Regions from separate parts of the Pan troglodytes genome. Here region 2 is linked to region 1. The links are chromatin contacts, called in public HiChIP or PLAC-seq maps. All regions are on one chromosome and are shown on one strand. The core of a region is the stretch at or near the end of the contact, and the rest is flanking DNA. Distances in the headings are between cores, read along the strand shown. Region 1 holds the start of ACTN4 (actinin alpha 4). Region 2 holds the start of MRPS12 (mitochondrial ribosomal protein S12).

Region 1 (4,990 bases), core at 1,054-3,553:
TGAAGAGGGATGACTGTGGGATGGGATGACCAAGCTTGGGGGGAAGATCAGGAACTCTATTTTGGATATTTATTATTATTATTATCTGAGATGGAGTTTCGCTCTTGTTGCCCAAGCTGGAGTACAATGGTGCAATCTTGGCTCACCACAACCTCCGTCTCCCAGGTTCAAGCTATTCTCCTGCCTCAGCCTCCTGAGTAGCTGGGATTACAGGCATGTGCCACTATGCCTGGCTAATTTTGTATTTTTAGTAGAGACGGAATTGTTGGCCCGGCTGGTCTTGAACTCCTGACCTGGGGTGATCCGCCCACTTCGGCCTCCCAAAGTGCTGGGATTACAGGCGTGAGCCACCACACCTGGCCGGATATTTATTTATTTATTTTTATTTTTATTTTAGACGGAGTCTTGCTCTGTCGCCCAGGCTGGAGTACAGTGGCGCGATCTCGGCTCACTGCAGCCTCTGCCTCCCGAGTTCCAGTGATTCCCCTACCTCAGCCTCCTGGGTAGCTGGGATTACAGGTGCATGCCACCACGCCCGGCTAATTTTTGTATTTTTAGTAGAGACGGGGTTTCACCATGTTGGCCAGGCTGGCCTCTAACTCCTGACCTCGTGATCTGCCTGCCTCGGCCTCCCAAAGTGCTGGGATTACAGGCATGAGCCACTGCGCCCAGCCATTTATTTTTAATGTAAACATTTTTTTGTAGAGATGAGATCTTGTTATGTTACCCAGTCTGGCCTCAAACTCTTGGGCTCAAGCACTCTTCCAGCCTTGACTCCCCAGAGTGCTGGGATTGCAAGAGTAAGCCACCAGTGCCTGGCTGAATATTTAAATTTAAGATACTTCCTGATGCAGTGGCTCGCACCTTTGTTTAAATGTCTGCCTTCTCCATGAAGCCTACCTGAGTAGTTTATTTGCATTCCAGCCCATGCTTGATTTTTCTCCAAATACTCAACACCTTGGAATATACAATACTACCTATTTTTTACTTTTATGTATATTTTTGAGACAGGATTTCGCTTCTGGAGTGCATTGGTGTGATCACAGCTCACTGCAGACTGGAACTCCTGGGCTCAAGTGATGTCCCTTCCTCAGCCTCCTGAGTAGCTGGGACTACAGGTGCACACAGCCATGCCCAGTGAATTTTTACATTTCTTGTAGAGACAGGTTCTTGTTATGTTGCCTAGGCTGGCCTTGAACTCTTGGGCTCAAGCCATCCTCCCGCCTCAGCCTCCCAAAGTGCTGGGATTACAGGTGTGAGCCACTGTGCCTGTCCACATATTTTTTAAAATTTTGAGTGTTGAGGCCAGGCGCAGTGGCTCATGCCTGTAAGCCCAGCACTTTGGGAGGCTGAGGTGGGCGGATCACCTGAGGTCGGGAGTTTGAGACCAGCCTGACCAACATGGAGAAACCCCGTCTCTACTAAAAATACAAAATTAGCCAGGAGTGGTGGCACATGCCTGTGATCCCAGCTACTCGGGAGGCTGAGGCAGGAGAATAGCTTGAACCTGGGAGGCGGAGGTTGCAGTGAGCCCAGATCACGCCATTGCACTCCAGCCTGGGCAACGAGAGCGAAACTCCGTCTCAAAAAAAAAAAATTTGTGTGTTGGTTGGGTGCGGTGGCTCACGCCTGTAATTCCAGCACTTTGGGAGGCTGAGGCGGGAGGATCGCTTGAGCTCAAGAGTTCAAGACCAGCCTGGCCAACATGGTGAAACCCCGTCTCTACTAAAAAAATACAAAAATTAGCCGGGTGTGGTGGAGCATGCCTGTGTTCCCAGCTACTCGGGAGGCTGAGGCAGGAGAATTGCTTGAATCCGGGAGGCGGAGGTTGCAGTGAGCCGAGATCGCGCCACTGCACTCCAGCCTGGGAGACACAGCGAGACTCCGTCTCAAAAAATAATAAAAATAAAAGTAGATTTGTGTGTATGTGGCTTCCTTTACTAGAAGGTAGTTTCATGAAAGTTGGGATTTTTTTCTGTTTTTAGTGCCTGCGTAAAACATAGTCTGGCACAGAGTAGGTGTTCAATAAATATTTGTTGAATTTGTGTCGCTGAATGGGAACCCGGTGCAGTGCATTCCAAGCCTGAGCTGGTTCAGGTCCGATGGCGGGGCCTGCCCTTATGAATCATTCATGATCTGGCCCCGCCCATACGCGAACGACGCGCGCGTTCACGCGGGAGAGGGGGCGCGGCTCGCCCCCGGGCTGAGTCGGGCGGCAAGGAAGCGGGACTCTGCGCAGGCGCCAAGCTCCCGAGCGCGGCCTTGGTGCCTTTTCTGGTTTGGCAGGCGCGCGCGCGCGGGAGGGCGGCAACCTCGGCGCTGTGCGCAGGCGCGGCGGGCAGTGCGCAGGCGCGGGCGGAGGGCGGGCTGAAGCAGCTGAAGCGGCGGTAGCGGCGGCGGCTCGGGCAGAGGGGCGGGAGCTGAGGCGGGAGCGAACAGGCTGGTGGGCGAGCGAGAGGCGGCGGAATGGTGGACTACCACGCGGCGAACCAGTCGTACCAGTACGGCCCCAGCAGCGCGGGCAATGGCGCTGGCGGCGGGGGCAGCATGGGCGACTACATGGCCCAGGAGGACGACTGGGACCGGGACCTGCTGCTGGACCCGGCCTGGGAGAAGCAGCAGCGCAAGGTACGCGGCCCGCGGGCCGGACGGGCTGGAGGGGCTTTTCTGAGGGTGCCCGGGGAGGGGTGGGAGGTCCTGAAAGGTAACTGGAGCGTCTGTGATGGGAACGGGGGGGTCCCGAGAAGGAATTGGCGGGTCCGGGAAGGGAATTGGAGTCCTGAGGAGGAATCGCCGAGCTAGAGGAAGGAATTGGGAATCTGAAAAGAGAATTGGCGGCTGGGTGGGGAATATGGGAGTCAAATAAAAGGAATCGGGAAGGCTGATGAAGGATTTGGAGGGTCTGGGCGTGCCATTAGGGGAAACCGAGGAGATGACTGGGCAGGCTGAAATGGAACTGGGATCCGAGGCGGGCTTGAAGGGTCGGAGCATGGGTTGGGGGTGCTGGGAGGAGAATCAGGGGAGGCTGGGAAGGGAATTTCTGGGTCTGGGAAGTGTGAGGAGGAGCTTGAGTGTGGAGGGGTTGGTTATTTGGAGAGCAGAAAGATCTGAAGGAGACTGGAATTGGGGGAGCCTCAGGTTGGGGGAGTTCTAAAGGGGATGAAGCATCAAGTGTGAGGATGGAGTGGAGATTGTGGGGTCTGAAGACGGGTGGGAAGACTAGGGAGGCTGGGAAGATGAAAACAGGGGCTAAGGGTAGAATTGAGCATGAAAAGACATGGGCTTAGGGTGTGAGGAGGGTAGAGGTGCCAGGACTGGGGGTCTGAGGAGGGTGGGGTGCGGAAGGAAGAAGTTAAGGGGCCCGTGAATCAGACGTTTTTGAAGGGGGTGAGATTTATTTGTGGTGCCCTGTTCCAAAGGGGAGAAGATTAAGAGATAGGAGGAATAATAAGAGGAATTGATGAGGGATGGAGAAGCCGGAGTAGAGGGGATACGGAGAGTGGGGATAATTTGGGGAGGGGTTTCTAAAGAATTGATGGGAAGCTGAAAAGCTAAAGCGTTGGAGAGAATGAGGAAGTGTAGAGGGAGAAGGTGAGATCGGTGGGAGGGAGGGTGAGCTGGAATGGTGGATAATGGGAGGGAGGTTCGTTTAGGAAAATGAAAGTCTCATTAGAAAGGGAATGCGTAATGGATAGACTGAGAAAGGAATTTGAGGAGGGGGTGCTGGCTCCTGGAGGTGCAGTCCCGGGACTGGAGAACGTGTGTGTGTGTCGTGCAGGCAGAATGAGTTTGGGGAGGAAGCGTTGAGAGTGTCCAGGAAGAATTGTGTCTTTTTTGGAGAGACCGGAGGTAGGTGAAGGGATCCTGAAGCAGAGACTGTGTTCAGGTGGCACTGTTTTTTTGGGGGGCGGGGGGGGGCAACTTGGTAGGGCCCCACAGCAGTGAAAAGGTGATGAGAAGTGGAGTGGGATCCCGAGCGAGGTGTCAGTGTCTGTTGGAGGGGGGGGATAAATCCAGTGTGGTTGAGGGGGGAGCTCTGAGTGTGTGCAGGAAGAGCTAAAGAAAGGAGCGTGGTGAGTGGGTGTGTGTGGGGGGAAGGGGTTGTTCAGAAGTTTTGTGCGTGAAATGGGTGGGAGGTACTTGAAGTTGGAAGCATTTCGTGGGATCTGGAGATCTGGATTTTCTTTCCAGATTTGTTACTGATTCGCTCTGTGGCCTTGGACAAGACCCTTGAACTCTCCGGGCAGTTTTGTTATCTGCAAAATGCAAAGGGATCCGAGGGGTCCTTGCGGTGATTCTGTTAATAAAGAGGGATGTGTGTAGAGTTGGGACTTTGGACAGGGCTCTGAAGGTTTGGGAGAGTGGGTTTGGTGGAGATTTTTCAGGAACAGACTACAGGGCTTTGAGTGGTGACCTGGCAGAGTGGGGAGTGACTGGAAGCCTCTCGAGGGCGTGAGTTGGTGGCCAGGAGCTTGGCACAGGCAGCCTAGCCCAGGCTGGAGGGGAAAGGGTGGGAAGGGTGGAAGGAGCAGCTGTTCCAAGGCAGCCTGAGGTGGGGCCGCGCATAACCTTGGGTCCATTACCAGCGTTGCTTGAATTTCCTCATCAGTAGTAACTGAGGGGCATGGCAGTGGCTTGGTGGGAGGGGTGTCCTTATCCGTGGCCCCACCTACTGCAGGATGGACAGGTTGCGATAGTTGGCATAAATTCACTTTTTGAGGGGAAGGTGAGATCTGTTCTGGAGTCTCAACAATAATTTATTGCCTGAGGCAGTGCCAGGTTGGAAAAGGTTGCCAAGAGACCTGGAAAGTTGGGAGGGAGCAGGGGCCACAGTGGTGGTTTTGAGAATGTCTAGGCTTTGTCTTCTGCAGCTGAAGGTGCTGGAGAAAATAAACCCCTCCCCCTTTTTTCTCAGGTGATAGGGGTGGGGGACCTTCCTTTTCTCTCCCTTCCTGTCTTCTGCCACTCCCCAAGTGACTACTTTTGCGAG
Region 2 (4,990 bases), core at 1,677-4,176, 290 kb after region 1:
GTGGAGGCGGGCGCCTGTAATCCCAGCTACTTGGGAGGCCAAGGCAGGAGAATTGCTTGAACCCGGGAGGCAGAGATTGCAGTGAGCCAAGACTGCACCACTGCACTCTAGCCTGGGCGACAGAGCAAGACTCCATCTCAAACAAACAGCTGCTCAAATGCACGTCTAAACTACTACTTTGAAAATGAAGAGAACAGCCAGGCGCAGTGGCTCATGCCTGTAATCCCAGCACTTTGGGAGGCCGTGGCGAGTGGATCATTTGAAGTTAGGAGTTCGAGACCAGCCTGGCCAACATGGCGAAACCCGTCTCTACTAAAAATACAAAAATTAGTTGGGTGTGGTGGTGCACAACTATAACCCTAGCTACTTGGGAGACTGAGGCACGACAATCACTTGAATCAAGGAGGCGGAGGTTGCAGTGACCGGAGATTGTGCAACTGCACTCAGGCCTGGGCGACAGAGGAAGACTCAGTCTTAAAAAACAAACGAACGAACAAACAACAAAAACACACCCCTGGCCCCCCCCCCGCAAAAAACAACAACAACTAGCACTTTACAAATGAAAGAGAATATAATTAAAGAACAAGAATGCATCACACGTGGCAAAAGCAATAATTGTTAATGAAACTGGTTTCAATTTTGGGTGTGCGTACTGGGTCAGGATGTGAAATGTATTTCCTACTCTTGGCCACAAACTTTGAAAAAGCCTGCTAAAGGATGTGACGCTCTAAATTATCTACATGGCCATCAAATGGAATTTTCCATCCTACCGCCAGGCTTTTGTATATTCTGGTCCCCTACTTGGGATACTCGTCTTCCCTCTTCCCTGGTAATTTCTCAATCCACAGATCTTTGTTTAATGCCACCTCCTCTGAGAAGTCCTCCCAGGCTGTCCTCCACTTTGCCTTCACAGCATTTACCACAGATTATAATGAGTATATCTGTCTGTATGAATTTGATTACTCTAGGTAGTCAAATTTACCAGAAATTGTAATTAGTATATATGTAGAGTTGTATATGTTAAATGTCTTTTAGTGGGGCATGGTGGCTCACATCTGTACTCCTAGCACTTTGGGAGGCCAAGGCGGGTGGATCACTTGAGGTCAAGAGTTTGAGACCAGCCTGGCCAACATGGTGAAACCCCGTCTCTACTAAAAATACAAAAATTATGCAGATGTGGTGGCACGTGCCTCTAATCCCAGCTACTCGGGAGGCTGAGGTGGGAGAATCACTTCAACCTGGGAGGCAGAAGTCGCAGCGCACTCCAGCCTGGGAGACAAGAGCAAAACTCCATCTCAAAAAAAAAAAAATGTCTTTTACTAGACTGTGAACTCAGATCATGAGAGGGCACAGCAGGGTACTTAAGATTGTGGAGTCTGGGTGTGGTGGCTCATGCCTGTAATCTCAGCATTTTGGGAGGCCAGGGTGGGAGGATGACTTGGGTGCAGGAGTTCAAGACCAGCCTGGGCAACATAGTATGTCCCTGTCTCAACAAAAAATACAAAAGTTTAGCCGGGCGTGGTGGTGTCTGCCTGTAGTCCCAGCTACACGGGAGGCTGAGTGGGAGGATTATTTGAGCTCAGGAATTCAAGGTTCCAGTGAGCTATAATTGTACCACTGTACTTCATCCTGGGCGACAGAACAACACCCTATCTCAAAAAAAAAAAAAAAAAAAAAAGTGGATTCTAGGCCAGAAAGCACAGGTTAAAATTCCCACTCTGCCACTTCCCAGTTGCATGACCTAGCGCAAGTGAATTAGCTTCTTGAAGTCTTAATTTCCCCTCTGATAAAATGGGAGAAATAATGGCACCTACTTCATAGAGTTGCTGTGAAAATTAAACGAGGTTAAAGTGAATAAAGCACTTCAAACAGGCTGGGAGGGGAGTCCAAGAGAGGAATGGGAAGACGTGGGGACCCCACTATCGTTAGCACCTCAACACAGAGATATTGTGAACCCGGTCCTAATTCCCTTTTATAAGTGCTAGCAATTTTATTATTATTCACCGCATATTTGCAACATCTAGAACACCGGAATATAGCAGTTGCACCTTAAGTATCAGTTTAATAGAACCATTCATTAATGGATTCATTCATTCATTCATTAACTCTATTTAACTGCCTGCTATGTGTGGCGGAGGTGCACAGCTCTCCCTACCTCTCTCTCCAAACGCAAGAGCTCCACCACACCCCAGGCCTGACCCCGTCCGATTCACACTTGGCTCCCCATTTTCCTTTGTGGTCTTAGGGAAAGGCTGGCATGAGGTTGCAGCACGGAGGGCAATGTCACATAGCAAGTTCCTAGACGACAGTAGGTACCCAGCAAGCAGTATGAAACAAGCGCATAATGGGTGTCCAGGACACAGTAGGCATTCTTGGCACATGGTAGGGCCTCAGCACTCACTGGACAACTGGCACATAAGTGGGTGCCATGCACAAGACGTTGGCTAACTTGGGAAAGAACTAAAATTCCTACTATAGGTTCGCCCCCTGCCGGAGGACATCTTGCAAACCCAATTCTTCCGTAAAGCAAACGCCTGCGCCCCCCGGCCGGCGCAGGCGCACTCACGATCGCGGGCAGGTCTGCCGAGCGCAGCTCCCCCTTGCGGAGCTCCAGGGCGTGTGCGGCCTCTTCTGGGCATGCGCAGAACCGCTCTATGTCCAGCTGAGGGAGTGCGCTGTAGCCCTCGCGCGCATACTCGTACAGGAGGTTCCGGTTTCGTTTCTCTGTAGCGAAACTTCTCCTTGGACTATCGTTGGAGATGCAGCCTCCCCGGGGCCGGAGCCCCCGACGAGTCAGCAAAGGCCACAAGCGCCGCGCCATGGACGCAGCCATCTTGGACCGGGGACAAGGCGGCACTTCGTCCCGCCCACTCCGCGTTTAGACCAATTGCAAAGCAGCGAACCTGACCGTGACGAGCCAATCAGATCCTGAGGAAAGTTGACCGCGATAGAGTCCTTCGTCGCCCAATCGTCGTCTGTGTCCCGCCTCTTCAGTGACGCGAGGCAGAACCAGCCAATCCCTGCACGGATAGCGCCCGGAAGAGGCTAGAAGCTGGATTCAGCGTGTCCGCGACCTCACCTTTAGGTCCTGTGAGGTCGGTGGAATCCTGGGGTCCTCCAAATCTACCAGGCCATCTCCCCAATTTCCCAGTTCTTCCTTTGTGCGGGCGAGAGTGGTTGGGCCCTCGGGAACCCACTCAGAGCGAGGCTAAATTTACGGAGGGACTTTCTGTTAGCAGTATGAGGGCCTGTGGTTAGACCTATAGAGGTATTTCCTTTGATTTAAGCCAGAAAGTCCTGAGAGCGGATCGGGGAGCATTTGCGGATCGGCCACTTTTTCCTCCTTTCTGAGTCTTTTATCCCCTACCACAGGGACGGCCCAGGCGGCAGGATGTCCTGGTCTGGCCTTCTCCGTGGCCTCAACACGTCCCTAACTTGTGGTAAGTGGGGGACTTGGGCTTCAGGGACGAGGCTAGAGGGGGAGGGTTATTCGCTCTTGGACTTGTGTGCCTCTGTCGGAGCCCCGAGGGAAACGGGGGTGGAAAAACACGGTGGGGTTTTGGCAGAGCTAGGGCTGCTAGAGCAAGAGGTGGGAAGCAGCTGCATGGAGGGCTACTGCGTGTCAAGCGGCGTTTGGGTCAGTTTTATTATTTATTTATTTAAGATCTCCCTCTGTCGCCCAGGCTGAAGTGCAGCGGTGTGATCACAGCTCACTGCAGTCTCGACCTCCTGGGCTCAAGTGATCCTCCCGCCTCAGCCTCCCAAGTAGCTGGGACCACAGGCCTGCAGAACCACAACCAGCTAACTTTTTGATTCTTTGTAGAGAGGGAGGTCTCCCTGTGTCGCCCAGTCTGGCCTTAACTCCTGAGCTCAAGTGACCCTCCACAGCCTCCAAAAGTGCTAGGATTACATGCATGAGCCACTGAGCCTACTATTATTTTAAACAGCATTAAAAATAATGCTTCCTGGCCAGGCGTGGTGGCTCACACCTGTAATCCCAGCACTTTGAGAGGCCGAGGTCAGGAGTTCGAGACCAGCCTGACCAACATGGTGAAACCCCATCTCTACTTTAAAATACGAAGATTAGCCGAGCGTGGTGGTGGGTGCCTGTAGTCCCAGCTGCTCAGGAGGCTGAGACAGGAGAATTGCTTGAACCCAGGAGGCAGAGGTTGCAGTGGGCCGAGATTGAGCTACTGCACTCCAGCCTGGGCGACAGAGTGAGACTTTGTCTCAAAAAAAAAGAAAAAAAAAAAAAAAGGTAATGCTTCCTTGAAGAATAAAGAGTTACTTTTGTCTGTAAATAACATTAGATGTGAACAAATGCATCCTTGTAAGGTGCTTTAAACAATGCCTAAAACACCAAAATTGACTTGCTACTACACTAAGATCTGTTCTCTGGGATAATAACCCCTTTCGGCCCTCTCCAGGCCCAGCTCTGGTTCCCCGGCTCTGGGCCACCTGCTCCATGGCTACCCTGAACCAGATGCACCGCCTGGGGCCCCCCAAGCGGCCGCCTCGGAAGCTGGGCCCCACGGAAGGCCGGCCGCAGCTGAAGGGTGTGGTCCTGTGCACGTTCACCCGCAAGCCGAAGAAGCCCAACTCGGCCAATCGCAAGTGCTGTCGAGTGCGGCTCAGCACTGGCCGCGAGGCGGTCTGCTTCATCCCCGGGGAGGGCCACACCCTGCAGGAGCACCAGATTGTCCTTGTGGAGGGCGGCCGCACCCAGGACCTGCCAGGCGTCAAGCTCACCGTTGTGCGTGGCAAGTACGACTGTGGCCACGTGCAGAAGAAGTGACGGCTGGGGGCACAGTGGGCTGGGCGCCCCTGCAGAACATGAACCTTCCGCTCCTGGCTGCCGCAGGGTCCTCCGATGCTGGCCTTTGCGCCTCTAGAGGCAGCCATTCATGGATTCAAGTCCTGGCTCCGCCTCTTCCATCAGGACCACTATTAAGCCATAGGAGTCCTGGGGGTGCAAAGGGTGCCCCTCTGT

Evidence for each region. HiChIP or PLAC-seq counts read pairs in DNA pulled down with a chosen protein or histone mark.
Region 2: an H3K4me3 HiChIP or PLAC-seq map of stem cell-derived excitatory neurons shows a contact between it and region 1, with 4 times the contacts expected there. The contact joins the promoter of MRPS12 here to the promoter of ACTN4 in region 1. A contact is called at or near these places in 1 of 7 Hi-C or Micro-C datasets (stem cell-derived neural progenitor cells) and 1 of 1 datasets of contacts at active chromatin or transcription factors (stem cell-derived excitatory neurons).

What each region holds. Positions count from the first base shown.
Region 1 is chr20:41,773,787-41,778,776 of NHGRI_mPanTro3-v2.0_pri, forward strand. ACTN4 (actinin alpha 4) reads left to right here and starts at 2,304. Exons shown (of 21, transcript XM_003954372.6): 1 at 2,304-2,628. The coding sequence starts at 2,467.
Region 2 is chr20:42,067,565-42,072,554 of NHGRI_mPanTro3-v2.0_pri, forward strand. MRPS12 (mitochondrial ribosomal protein S12) reads left to right here and starts at 2,927. Exons shown (of 3, transcript XM_001135151.4): 1 at 2,927-3,095; 2 at 3,373-3,440; 3 at 4,428-4,990. The coding sequence starts at 3,392. The coding sequence ends at 4,795. It overlaps SARS2 (seryl-tRNA synthetase 2, mitochondrial), which reads right to left and starts at 2,833. Exons shown (of 18, transcript XM_016935869.2): 1 at 2,567-2,833. The coding sequence starts at 2,833.